Linked DNA regions of Sus scrofa: region 1 is linked to region 2. A link is a contact called in public Hi-C data. All regions are on one chromosome and are shown on one strand. The core of a region is the stretch at or near the end of the contact, and the rest is flanking DNA. Distances in the headings are between cores, read along the strand shown. Region 1 holds the start of PLEKHB2 (pleckstrin homology domain-containing family B member 2). Region 2 overlaps ARHGEF4 (rho guanine nucleotide exchange factor 4).

Evidence for each region. A called contact is a pair of places that touch in the nucleus more often than the background predicts.
Region 1: a contact with region 2 is called in a Hi-C map of embryonic fibroblasts, with 4 times the contacts expected there. The contact joins the promoter of PLEKHB2 here to the enhancer-like site in region 2. A contact is called at or near these places in 5 of 47 Hi-C or Micro-C datasets (embryonic fibroblasts, liver and omental adipose tissue) and 1 of 2 datasets of contacts at active chromatin or transcription factors (alveolar macrophages).

What each region holds. Positions count from the first base shown.
Region 1 is chr15:57,425,189-57,431,966 of Sscrofa11.1, reverse strand. It overlaps PLEKHB2 (pleckstrin homology domain-containing family B member 2), which reads right to left and starts at 3,708. Exons shown (of 8, transcript XM_021076267.1): 1 at 3,558-3,708.
Region 2 is chr15:57,373,102-57,379,629 of Sscrofa11.1, reverse strand. It overlaps ARHGEF4 (rho guanine nucleotide exchange factor 4), which reads right to left. Exons shown (of 12, transcript XM_021075746.1): 12 at 996-6,220. The coding sequence ends at 6,069. FAM168B (myelin-associated neurite-outgrowth inhibitor) reads left to right here. Exons shown (of 7, transcript XM_021075749.1): 7 at 34-4,456. Among named protein-coding and RNA genes, the nearest start is that of FAM168B, 43 kb to the left of the region's middle. Within about 2 kb of position 5,224, at least 13 of the 83 cell types and tissues checked have an H3K27ac peak or open chromatin away from gene starts, as enhancers often do. A contact at or near this core is called in alveolar macrophages, embryonic fibroblasts and omental adipose tissue, where this site is marked.

The sequences.
Region 1 (6,778 bases), core at 2,459-4,958, 54 kb before region 2:
AGAATGGTATCTGTTCTTTCTATACCACTGACCTACACACTTCACAAAATTCAGTCCCTGAGATTATCAGGAACTTTACTTAGAGGATGTGTTAACTAGAGAAACTAGTATTTTAGCTAAAAAGTTATTTCCTTATCAAAGAGACAAAAACCCTGTTCTTCAAGGACTCCAAAAAAACACAGGGGACAAGAAGGATCATGTGACCCATCATCATTTAGAGGTCAGTTCATATGCGGTGTTGGCCATTTCCAGATAGCAATCACGTCTTAACAACAAGCCCAACATAAGCACTCATCAAAGGACAGACTAGGAGTTCCCCCTGTGGCACAGTGGAGATCTGGCCTTGTCTCTGTGGCGGTATAGGTTCAATCCCTGGGGCAATGGGTTAAGGATGTGTCACTGCCACAGCTAGGTCAAAACTGCAGTTCAGATTCTTTTTTTCTTCTGTTTATTTGGTTTTTTTTAAGGGCAGCACCTGCAGCATGTAGAAGTTTCCAGGCTAGGGGTCAAATAGGAGCCACAGACACACAGAATCCGAACCGCATCTGTACCCAATGAGCTTGCCAGATCCTTACCCCTTGATCGAGGCCAGGGATTGAACCCACATCCTCACAGACACTATGTCAGGTTCCTAACCCTTTGAGTCATAAAGGGAACTCATGCAGCTCACATTGGATCCCTGGCCTGGGAATCTCCATATGCCACAGGTACCCAAAAAAAAAAAGGACTAAAACAAAGAGGCAACAAAGTTCAACCTTCTGCCCTAATGATCAAATTCAGAAGCAAATATACAACCAATAAAACACAGTAAAATATGACTGGTTCAACTAATCCACTTTTTGTAACTTTTTTTTTTTTTTCTTTTTGCTATTTCTTTGGGCCGCTCCCACGGCATATGGAGGTTCCCAGGCTAGGGGTCGAATTGGAGCTGTAGCCCCTGGCCTACACCAGAGCCACAGCAACCCAGGATCCGAGCCGCGTCTGCAACCTACACCACAGCTCACGGCAATGCCGGATCGTTAACCATCTGAGCAAGGGCAGGGACCGAACCCGCAACCTCATGGTTCCCAGTCAGATTCGTTAACCACTGCGCCACGACGGGAACTCCTTTGTAACATTTTTAATAGGCTTTTTTTACTCAGCAATTTTTGGTAATTCTGTAAGTTCTTTATATATCCAATTAAGAAAGAAAAGAGAAAGAATCCAAATATTAAGGTAGGATAGCAAGCTGGGAAGTACAGCAAGCAAACCTTCTAGAAGGAGTCAAGAAAAACCTCTATCTTCCCTGGAAGTAATAAGACTCCCTCAAAAGTGGCCTCTATTCCTTCTATACCACTGACCTACACATTTCCCAAATTCAGTCCTTCTCAGGAAATTTACCCACAGAGTGTGCTAACACCATTAAAAACAAGCTAGTGAGAGAGTTCCTGCTGTGGCCCAACAGAACTGGGAGCTCTGGGACGAAGATTTGATCCTCCGGCCAGGGCTGCAACTGCATCTGATCCTTAGACTAGGAATTACAAACGCCCAGGGCAGCCAAAAAAGAAAAAGAAACAGGAGTTCTCATCGTGGCACAGTGGTTAACGAATCTGACTAGGAGCCATGAGGTTGTGGGTTCGATCCCTGGCCTTGCTCAGTGGGTTAAAGGATCCAGTGTTGCTGTGAGCTGTGGTGTAGGTCACAGACGTGGCTTGGATCTGGCATTGCTGTGGCTCTGGCGTAGACTGGCCGCTATAGCTCTGATTAGACCCCTAGCCTGGGACCGTCCATATGCCGCGGGAAGCAGCCCTAGAAAAAGCAAAAAGACAAAAAAAAGAAAAGAAAGAAACAAAAACATGATAGTAAAGAACTGTTGTTGATTTCTGAGTTCTTTTCTGCAGCCTCCTTCAGGAAGCATTTACTGACCAGCTACATCATGCCAGACATTCTTATCTGCCAGGATAATCCTGCAACATATGTTTGACTCCTGCCTTTAGAGATCAGTCTGTTGTGGGGGGGGGGGGGTGTTGTTAAATAAAGACATCACTACCACACAGAGTCAACACCAGGGACAAGGGAAGCCCAGACAGGCACCTGCTCAGCCAGGATGTCTTTTCCCAACACCCACTTCCTATCTACACCATCAGCCCCAGCCCAGGGTTAGGAACTTCCTGGACCCAGGCAACACTGAACACAAGAGAACCAGCAGCAGGGGCAGTCTCGCTGCACACGCACATATACACAGATATTTTGGTCATTAATTTGTGAGACAAATATTAAGGGTCGTAAACAATCAGGGAATTGACACTCCCAGCTTGGGCCCGAATTCCCTCTGTGAATTCAGACAAGTCACTTCCTGCCCCGGCACTGGTTTCCTTAAAAAACAAACAAACAGAACTATCTAGACGTCCCTTCCTTTAGGCAAAAGCGTCTCTCCCTCTCGCAGTGGCTCCACTCGGTCCTAGTCAGTGAAGGCACTAGAAATGTGAAAGTTTCTCACGAGTCAATGGCATTTGGAATTAACCACGTTCCCATCTATTTTTTTTTTTTTTTTTTTGACACTATGACCGCCCCACCTCATTCTTTTCTCTCACTCACCCTGAAAACCTGGAAGTTTACTATTGGGTCACTTATGAAGCGTCTTCTATGTAAATTTCTCTACTTTTGAGTTAAAAACGAACAAAAAACACTATTCTGACGCGAAATGAAAACCCCTAACTTCTGTGGCTCCCAGTGTGGTTAGGTCAGAGGATCAAACGTGAGAGAAAAAAAAAATACAATACAAAACCAAGCAACTACAAAAAACACTGCAAACCCGAGGGTAGGAGAAACGACGCTGAGGCAGGCCCCACCCGCGAACACAAAGCTTCAAGGCCAGTCCGGACTCCTTAAGGATGCGACCTCCCGGCAAGAAGGAAAACAAAAAGAGCCCAAATCCCCCAAACCAGAGACCGCAGGGGCGGAGACCCGCGCTTAGCGGGCAGAAAGACTGCTGGCCAGCGGGAAGCACCCTCTGGGAGAGCAGCAAGACTGCGCGGGGGGGGGGGTCCGCTCTGGAGGGCCCTCAGACGGATGGCTCTAGGGGAGGTTCAGGAGGAACTAGAAGGAAGGGTAAAGGGAGTCCGCTGGGAAGGGGTGGCAAGCAGACGGCTCTAGGCGAGTCTCCGAAGGACCGGGGAGGGGAGGGTCCGCTCCGGAGAGGGTGCGGGCGAGCAGCTCTAGGTGAGGCTCCGGAGGAACAGGCTGGGGGAAAAGATGAGTCCGCTCGGGAGAGGGCACAGGCGGCAGGTCTAGGAGAGGCTCCAGCGAGACTTCAGAGGGGAGAAGGGAGGGGGAAAGACAGGACAGAGAGAAAAAGGAGGAGCATAGAAGAGGAGAGAAAGAAGGAGAGGCACTCGGGTCGGGGAGTGGGGGGTGCACGGACGGCGTCTCCTGAGGGAGGCTCCGGAGGGACCGCCGGCGGGGTAGGGAAGGGGGGGCGGGCCTGAGGTTCCCTTAGAGGGGCGCAGAGTGGGTAGGCCCGGCCTGTGGGGGGGTCCGCGTCTTCCGGTCCGGATGGGAACAACAGGAACATTCACCTGCAAAGCCTCCGGCCGCGGCCCGGTACCAGAGAAGGAAGGGAGCACAAGGACACTGCCTGGCTCCTCGGCTCAACTGCCTGACGCCAGCGTCCAGGTCGCCGTCCGACGTCACGCCTCCTTGGCGCGCATGCGCACGGCACGCACGGGGCGGGGCGGGCTTAAGTTTCAGCTAGAAAGGCGCTGTAAACCCTGAAGGTGCTTGTAGATACCACCTTCCAATAAGAGGAGGCGAGCAGGGTTTCTTTGAGGAACTAGTGACTCAAAAACTGCGGCGGGGAAAGCACTGTGACTGTCATAAACTTGCTTGTGCAACTGTAAATTGATGCAATCCTGGAGTAAAATTTGATAATATCGAGAGTTTTAAAATAGTTCTTTTTTTTTTTTTTTTCTTTTTTCCACTTCTTGGGCCAGTCCCGCGACATATAGAGGTTCCCAGGCTAGGGGTCTAATCGGAGCTGTAGCCGCTGGCCTATGCCAGAGCCACAGCGACGTGGGACCCGAGCCTTGTCTGCAACCTACACCACAGTTGACGGCAACGCCAGATCCTTAACCCACTGAGCAAGGCCAGGAATCGAACCAGCAACCTCATGGTTCCTAGTCAGATTTGTTAACCACTGAGCCATGACGGGAACTCCTCCTTACTTTTTTTTAATTTTATTGGCATATAATTGGCTTACAAAGTTATGTAAAATAGTTAATACTCTTTAAACCAGTAATTATTTGAGGCCGCTATTCTATAATAAACAGGAACTCCAGCCAAAAATTGTTTACAAGGATGTACATCAGATATTTAAGAAATGGAAATTAAAACACTCCTGGAGTTCCTGTCGTGGCTCAGTGGTTAACGAATCCAACTAGGAACCATGAGGTTGTGGGTTCCATCCCTGGCCTTGCTCAGTGGGTTAAGGATCTGGCATTGTCGTGAGCTATGGTGTAGGTCGCGGACAGGGCTTGGATCCTGCGTTCCTGTGGCTGTGGTATAGGCCGGTGGCTACAGCTCTGATTGGAGCCCTAGACTGGGAACCTCCATATGCCGCAAGTGTAGTCCTAAACACAAAAAGACAAAAAAAAAAAAAAAAAAAAAAAGAAAAAAAGAAAGAAAAACCACTCCTGACTAGGAGTTCCCGTTGTGGTTCAGCAGATTAAGAATCTGACATAGTCTTTGTGAGGATAGGAGTTAGATCCCTAGCCTCTATCAGTAGGCTAAGAATCTGGCTGTTACTGTTGCTGCAAGCTGCGGTATAGGCTGCAAATGTGGCTTGGATCCAGTGTTGCTGTGGCTGTGGTATAGGTCTCAGCTGCAGTTCCTATTTGACACCCTAGCCCAGGAACTTCCATATGCTGCAGGTGCAGCAGTAAAAAGAAAAAAAAAAAATCCTGAACACACTACTATATATAAAATAGAGAAGGAATAGGATTTACTGTATAACACAGGGAGTAAGACTCAATATCTCATAGTAAGCTATAATGGAAAATAATCTGAAAATTATATATATAATACATATACATACATCTAAATTACTTTGCAACACACCTGAAACTGATAGTGTTATATATCAACTATACTTTAAAAAAATGCTGAGATACAATTTCATACCTATCTGTGGCAAAAATGTAGAAGTTCATCTTAAATATGACAAAAAAGTAAAACCACCAGAGCTCATTTCTTACTGGGGATAGGTAGTGTAGCTTGTTTCAAACACTTTGAAGAACAACTCAGCACTACCTAGTAAGTTTTAAGGTGCAGGTACCCTATGACTAAACAATTCTACTTTATGTAAGTGCCTTAAAGCAGCTTTTTTTTTTTTTTTTTTTTTTTTTTTTTTTGGTCTTTTTACCTTTTCTAGGGCCGCTCCCTCGGCATATGGAGGTTCCCAGGCTAGGGGTCGAATCGGAGCTGTAGCCGCCAGCCTACGCCAGAGCCACGTCTGCAACCTACACCACAGCTCAGGGCAAAGCCGGATCGTTAATCATCTGAGCAAGGGCAGGGACCAAACCCACAACCTCATGGTTCCTAGTCAGATTCGTTAACCACTGCGCCACGACGGGAACTCTAAAGCAGTATTTTCAAACTGTTTGACTTTTTCAAACTGTTTGAAGTAAAATAATAAATTTGCTTTGTAATACAGTACATAACACACGTGTCAAAGATTTTATATGAAAAATGTTTTACAAAACAATATTTACCTTACTCTGGTGCCACACACTCTGCATTTTTATTTTCCAGTCTAGCTCATTTTTAATTTTATTTTATTTTTTATTTTTCATTTTGCTTTTAAGGGCCACACCCATCACATAGGGAGGTTCCCAGGCTAGGGGCTGAGTCAGAGCCACAGGCACCAGCCTACCCCACAGCCACAGCAATGCAGGATCCTAGCCAAATCTGTGACCTACACCACAGCTCACAGCAATGTTGGATCCTTAACCCACTGTGTGAGGCCAGGGATTAAACACGCAACGTCATGGTTACCAATCTGATTTGTTTCCACTGTGCCACAATGGGAACTCCTTTTAGTTCATTTTTTAAAATACAGGCAATGAGTGACAAGATCGATTTCATGACCTGAGCTGGGTAGTTGCTGCTGTTCAAGAGAGGGCTGCTCTGATTATCTACTGCTTCATACTGAGCTACCACAAACTTGTACAATTTATTATTCTCAAGTCTCAGAGTACTCTGAGTTGCTATTTCCCTTTATGTTACCTAGTAAGATCAAAGTGAAATAACCTTATTAGACATGAATGACTTCTTTGCTGTATAGGACAGTAATAATTTTTGAATATTAGAAGAATGTTTTCTAAATGTTTTTGTGCTATTTATAATATGACACAGACACCGCCCCTTTTAAATTTTAATCTGCATTATTAATATTTTATCATCATATTCATAAGTCTATAAAACTAAAGAAACAATAAATTAAGCCCTGATTAGTATTATCTGATGAGTTGCATTCCTGCCCTAGCAGATTTCAGGGTCCAGGGGGAGGCGGGAAGCAAGCTCGAAACCTAGTGCTGGTCCTCAGTTCCACTGAGCAGGTCCCAAAGCTGCCCCAGAGCCTCAGGGCACAGGGAACAAGATAGTAATTAGGAAGGAAGGAATCAATTTTGAATATTCCTTTTGTTTGTCCTATAATTTAATTTTTAATAGAGTCTGTGCTTGACAAATGGCTTGCCAAACTCCTGAAAACGTGTCCCTGGATTTCAGGTGCCAGTGTGATTGT
Region 2 (6,528 bases), core at 3,975-6,474:
GTGACTGTGTCTGTGTTTCTCTCCGCCCGCCAGGTTTGAGGATGGAGCTGTGCAGTCACACCACGGAGGTTCCACAGCTGGTGCTGCAGGCCTCGGCCTCCAACCAGGACTTTTCTTCTTAATGCTCTCGACACTTAGCTCAACACTACTACAGCTGGCCCATGGGGCCCAGCGCCCTTAGTCTCCAACTGACTCTGTGGGTTGGTCTTAAAGCAAATCCAGTTTGGTGGGCTGCCAGGCAATTTTTTAGCTAACTGTAATGATAAAAAAGGGAGTATTAATCTATTCTGAATCATATCTAGTTGAATGCATGTTAAAAAACAAACACAGAAACAAAGCTTGCTCAACCTACCTGCAGTGACTGATGCAGAACCATCATATGCAAAATCCAAAGGAATGGAGAGTATTTTACAACTTGTATCACCAATGCACTGTTGTAATGTATGCAGAGTCTTAAAGTTATAAGTGTTAACAGTGAATTTCTTCATAGAACATCTGAAATCTCTTGGATGATTCTTTAGCCTTTTGGGGTTGACGAGGGTTGCCAGTTGGAACCATGGACTTCGAGATTCCAGCCATCTATTCTTTTTGTGTTGACCCAACTGGGAGAGAGCTGCAGGGATGGGGAGGTTGTGGGGAGGCCCGCCTCTGTGTGCGGTGCAGCCAAGTTAATGGCTTTCTTTCCATGTAGGCTCTTGGGGTCAGTGTGCTGTGGACATCCGTGGGGATCATCAGGACAGTTCGGAGTAGGGTGGCCAGTACAGTTAGGGGCATGAGGTGGTTGAGGTATCAGCAAAGCAACTTTCTCTACTGTCTAAATCTTCATTACAAATCTCTTAGAGATGACGTTTCCTCTGTCATTACTGGAAAGGTCCTATGTGGAACTAAATTATTTCCCTGGGGTGGAAGATAGGTGTAAGGGAAACTGCCACACTTGGACTTGGAGGAGGTATTGGCCTCTCCTTTATTTAGCTCTGAAAAGCATTCCTTTTTTTTTTTCTTTTCTTTCTTTTTTTTTTTTTTTTTGCCCCCAGAGAAATGTTTGAGTCACCTGAAAACTATGTAGGCATTGCAGCTCTCCCTCCCACAAGGAAGGCAAAGATTTCAGCTGTGTGTTGTGAAGAAAGTTGTATATTTAAGAACTATTAAAAGGGAACAAACTTTATTTGAAATTGATTGTTTCTTGTAGAGAGGCAGTGCTGTGGCCGTGTTTAGGTCTCTCCACCTGATGGGGACTTTTCCTCCGAGACCACCTGGAGGGGACTCTTCGAGGTGGGTGTGGGCAGGTGGGGAGGGCTGGTGCCTGTCTCTGTGAGCCTCTTCTCCCATCTCTTCTTGCGGCTGAGAACACTCAGCACAGAGCAGCTGTGGATAGCAAAGGGCCAGGCAGCATCAGAATGCATTTACCCGCCAGGATTTATTACAGAAAGGATTTTGTGTTTAGAATCTGAATATTGTACATAAGAAACCAAGAGGATTTTTTTGCCTAAATGTGCCCAACTTGTATCGATGGATGTGTGTGTGTGTGTGTCTTCAGATGCAGTCAGAGGGGGCGGGGGGGTAAGGGTTTGTTCCCTTTCAGCAGTCTGTTGGGGTGCCCCTTCTTCACCCCATCATTGTTACAAGTGCTGTGGGCCTTGGTTGGGGAGGGGACCTTACTCTCCTTACGGCTCTGGCAGCTGGTTAGGGCTCTGGCACTGGTGTGGCATTCAGCCTGGGCTGGTGAATGGGACCCCTGACCTTTGAGCCTCTGGTAACCTTATTTTTTATAGTAAGTACTCCTCATAATTTTCTTTTTCACGTTTTATTTTATAAGAAGTTTAGGAATATTTTTGCATGGATCATTGTAAACAGAAGATTTACTCCTAATGTCTGTAACATAGTGTGTTTACTGATAAGTACTTTAAATTGTTTCAAGAGCACTTAACCCAACTTGTGTGTGTTTCTGTGTGTGTGACAGCCATTTACCCTAGACACACCATTTGTGTCCACTTCTACAACTCTTTGTTGGTAACTCTTTGTTCCACCTCTGTAGTGGACAGTTTGTATATGTTCTAATGGGCTGAACTGATCCAGTAACAGAGAAGTTGGTTTCCCCAGTTTTGTGTAATAGATTAGATGATTTTAGTATATGGTTTTTAAAAGCCCCAAACACACACACACACACACACCACACACACACACACACAGACACACACACACACACCCCTACCTGTAAGGGTTGCAGTCATTGGAATTCAGGAGGAAGATGGGAGAAGTCACATAGGCTCTTTCTTCAGACTTGCCTGAGACTGGCACACATATAGGGTGAGTATTTTCACAAGCACTGAATTAATGGTGTTTTCAAGAGAGAGAAGAGTGGGTTGCGTTTTCTCCCCATTTACATCAGCGTTATAAACACTTTCTCCCCTATAATTTCTAAAAATCTTACTTTCCTTTTGTGAAGTTGAATGGGAGACTTCATCAAATGCTTTTGCATTATGGAATACATCTCTGTGGAAATCTCTTCAATTTTGAAACTATCAGGGCATCCACCTATCAAATATGAAAGGTAGATCTTGTCTAGCAGGTAAGAATCTGGACGTAACAAAAAGTAACAGAATTATCATATGTTGTAATTTTAGCAGCATTTAGTTCCAGTAAAATTAAGGAATAGAACTTCTCTTATAAAGTTGCATAATTTGATATTCTAAGCACAACAGTAGAACATTCAAAGAAATTTTGCATTTTTTTGTATGTGACATTCCTAATTTGAGTTTCAGCTGAATTGCATTTATTGTAAAAGTTGAGACAGGCAAGTGAAGGAACTAATTCTTGTAAACATGGATTTCATCATGGATATTTGAAAACAATTTTGTTCCACAGCCTCTGCCCTGAGGTTTAGGAGGTATGCTTCTCAGCTCACAGAAACCTTGTTTAGATCTGGGCCGATTGACTGAACCTCTAGTGATGCGTGGTGGTCCCATCAGCCTGCTGCCTCTGAGAAGCGAGGCCAGCATCAGGGCTAGGGCTGATTGTGGCAACAGGCACAGAGGCGTTTCCAGAACCTTTTGTCTCTTGTGTTCAGTCTTTTCCAAACATTCTTGTTGGTTTGGTCATTAGGCCTGCCAGTGTGACTGTTTCTCGAGTGCTATGCAAAGGTAGTGTTTACAGGAGCCGAGGGCGGTCCTGGGCCTTGGGCTGGATGCCTGCTCAGTACCACCCTGCCCTTCCGTGGCTGGGTGTGCAGTGCCTCGCTCCAGTGCTGGCATCGGCACTTGAGAAGCAAGAGGAAATAGATATTTTAGGCGCCTGCGACATGCTAATCGGTGGCACTGGTTGCATCAGTATTGGGGCCTACTTTAAGAAGAAAACCTAGACTTCTTCACCTGTGCTGTGTAAGCATTTAGAAACAGTGTTGCCCTGATCAGTCCGGCCGCCACCTCCCCATCTGGTAGCTGATGGCTGGGCACCCCAGTTCTTGCCAGCCTGGGCACTGCCCAGACAGGACAGGACACCAGTCTGACCCCCTCTGGTGGTGTGAGGGTAGGCTTAAGGGTGTGGGGCCTGAGGTGGGAGACAGTTTCTGTTCTCTTGGTGCTTTCTAAGGAGGGGTCTGCAAAGAGGAAGGGCGGCTCACGTGGCCCTTCTCTAGAGCACACTTCAAATGTTGGCATGTTTTCTCTCCTGAGCTCTTTATTACTCAACCTGAGCTTTCTGAAAGGAGCCCGCAGATGACATGCTGCATAGGAGGGTCTGATCTTTCCAGGTAGAAAGTTGCAGTTATTCTTAAAATGTTTCAGAGGATGTCTCTTTCCCCACCCCATTAATTTGAAGAACAGAACCTTATTGAGTCCCCAGGACTAACACCACCTGGGACAGGAAGACCAAGGCCAGCATTTTGTCTGGGGAACCTGTCGGGAGCTTCAGGAGATGGCTCTGCTTCCAGGATGGGTGTGTTGGAGACGACGAGCGTCTTATCTGGGCTGCCTCAGCCCTGTTGGAGTCTCCTATGGGTCCTTGGGCAGACCAGGGTCCACAGAATAGCTGGGCTGGGTCTGAGGCAGCTCTTCTGTGTCCCTGGAGCAGTTGCAATGACAGCCACTCAAGAGAGGCCCTGGGAAGCCACTGTTATTGACTAGGAAACGGTTCCTTATTATTATTTTTTTTTAATTAATGATTTTTAAATACTGTTTTTTTAGGCCATTCTCTTGGTACTTTTTTAAAGCTTAAGTCAGCATCGTCTTCCAGTGTTAAAGGCACCCCTCACCTCTGCATTGAGCTTAAGGTGTCAATCAATAATAAAAAGGAGTAGAACATCCATCCTGAGCCAATTCCATTATGTGTAAATTCATACTATTTTAATTTTTTATGCAATCTGATGAGTAGATGAGCTCAGATTTAAAATTCTTAAAAGCACGTTTATTGTAATAAGAATTGTTATGTATTAATACTGCAGTTTTCAATAAAGATTGACTTGTGTTGCATATTGTTGTTTTCATGATTCTTTCCCTATGGGTTTTGTCTCCAGGCAGCTTGAGTTGGATGGGAGATAGTGTAGGTTCTCTCAAGTTAGGAGATCTGGGGGTTTCAGGCTGAACTGCAGTGACCTTGGCAATGTGTGTGATTGGTGGGGAAGGGGAGGGAAGCCACCCTTGTTCCTTTTCTGGGCCTGTGGCACAGGTCCTCCTGGGAGGAAGACACATTCTCCCCCATTATACCAAGGAGGATGCTGAGACCCAGAAAGGTGACGGACTGCCTATCCCCCAAACTCCCATTTGCTGGTAACTTCAGCTAAACCATGCACTCTGAGGGCAGCTGGGGAGGGAGGCTCTGAGACAGCTCCCGGCTCCCCTGAGCCTCTGAAGGCACTGAGCCTTCCTCCACCAGAGAGCACCCTGGGGGCCTGGTCTGCAACTATATTCTCCACTGGGTGCTGCTGGCTCCTTCCAAGGATGAGGAAAGGCCTGGGACAGAAAGGGGTGTGGGAGGAGAAAAATGCACAGACACCAACAGAAAACAAGGGCTGGCCGCCAGGTTATTTTTCACAAGTTTCTTTATGAAATTAAATGGTTTCTGGCTTGGAGACGGTATAGTGCAAGTGACTGTACATGCTGCTGAATTCCTGTAGGCCACAGGGCAGCTCTGCGCCCCGAGCCAGGCCCCAGCCGCACTCATGGGCGGCCCTCCCCCCCACCCCAGGATGTGGGCTTCTTTCCAACCCATGTGCCCGCCAGCCTCTGAGTGGGTCTGTCCTGAAGCTGGGCTGCAGAATTCAGTCCTTATGGCTTCTCACGCTCACTTAGGGTAAGGCAATCTGTCTGTGTCACTAACAATTCTTTTTCTCCATTGTTAGAAAAACAAAATCCAAACAAAAAAACTGGAACCAGGTTCTGGAATCATCCCACAGCTACAGGTGGACTGGTCACAAGCTCTGACAGAAGTATTCAGCTGACAATGGTTTTGTTTTCTTTCCACTATAAACAAACACAATCACAGGTGAAGAGAGGGTGTCCAGCAGCCAGAAGTGTCGAGAGAGGGACTGGGAGGCAAAAACGGGCAGGCTCTAGGCCAGAGGTTTTTGTGCACAGAACTCCCGGTTCCTAGCCCCAGGGATGCGGGCTACCTGGCCCACCAGCTGGGGGCCTGCAAGGAGAACTGGAGGGCAGAGGAGCACACCGCCTGGCTCTGCAGGTGGCTGAAGGCAGAGACGGTCTCCTGCCCAGAGGAAATGGGAGCAGGAGGGATGATTAAATGTCCAAAGAGGGTCCAAAGCAGCCATTCTCACGCACTGGCTTGGTGGGGGGTCCTGAGCTGTGGCTTCCAGGGGTCCCCCCTGCACAGGCCTGGAGAGTGGTGGGAGGTTCACGTGCTGGGGGCCTGCCTCTCCAGCCGGCAGGTGTCTTCAGCGCCCCAGTGGCAGGGAAGAAACCGAGAATGGGGGCACTGAGCACCTCCCATGCTCAGCCCCACTAACTTCCAGTTTGCACAACAGGCAGAGGAGGCCTGGGTGTGGTGAGCCTCATGGAGAAGCTGGACGCTGCCGGCAGCGCAGATCCAGATGGTGCCATGGGGCCGGGTGCGTGGGCTCACTTGCGGAAGGGCGCCAGCCGGCTGATGCTGTGCCAGAAGGTGGACGGCTTCCGCTTGGGCTCGGCCAGCACCAAGACCTGCTGCTGGGGCAGGCTGGTGGGCAGGGCCGGGTGCTTCTGGCGCGTAAGGTAGTAGGGCCGGCCGAGGGCTGGGCAGGGGAGGAGAGCTGGGGTCAGAGGTGTGTAGCAGCAGGTGGGCAGAGTGGCAGCCGCCCCTGCGGGTGGAACAGGCTGCCTGACACCCACCCTTGCTCGTCCTGGGGTTGACCACACCCAAGGGCCTGGGCCATCCTCCATAGCCTGCTGGGGGTGATAGCCAGGTGGCCTGGGCCTGCTCTTGTGATGGCAGCATTTAACGTCCCTGTAGGAATGGGTTGTCAGCTCCTTGCCAGGAGGTGGTGAGGACAACTGCCAGGAAGCAGTCCTGCCTGTGAAAGTGAGCGCTGGCACTGATGCT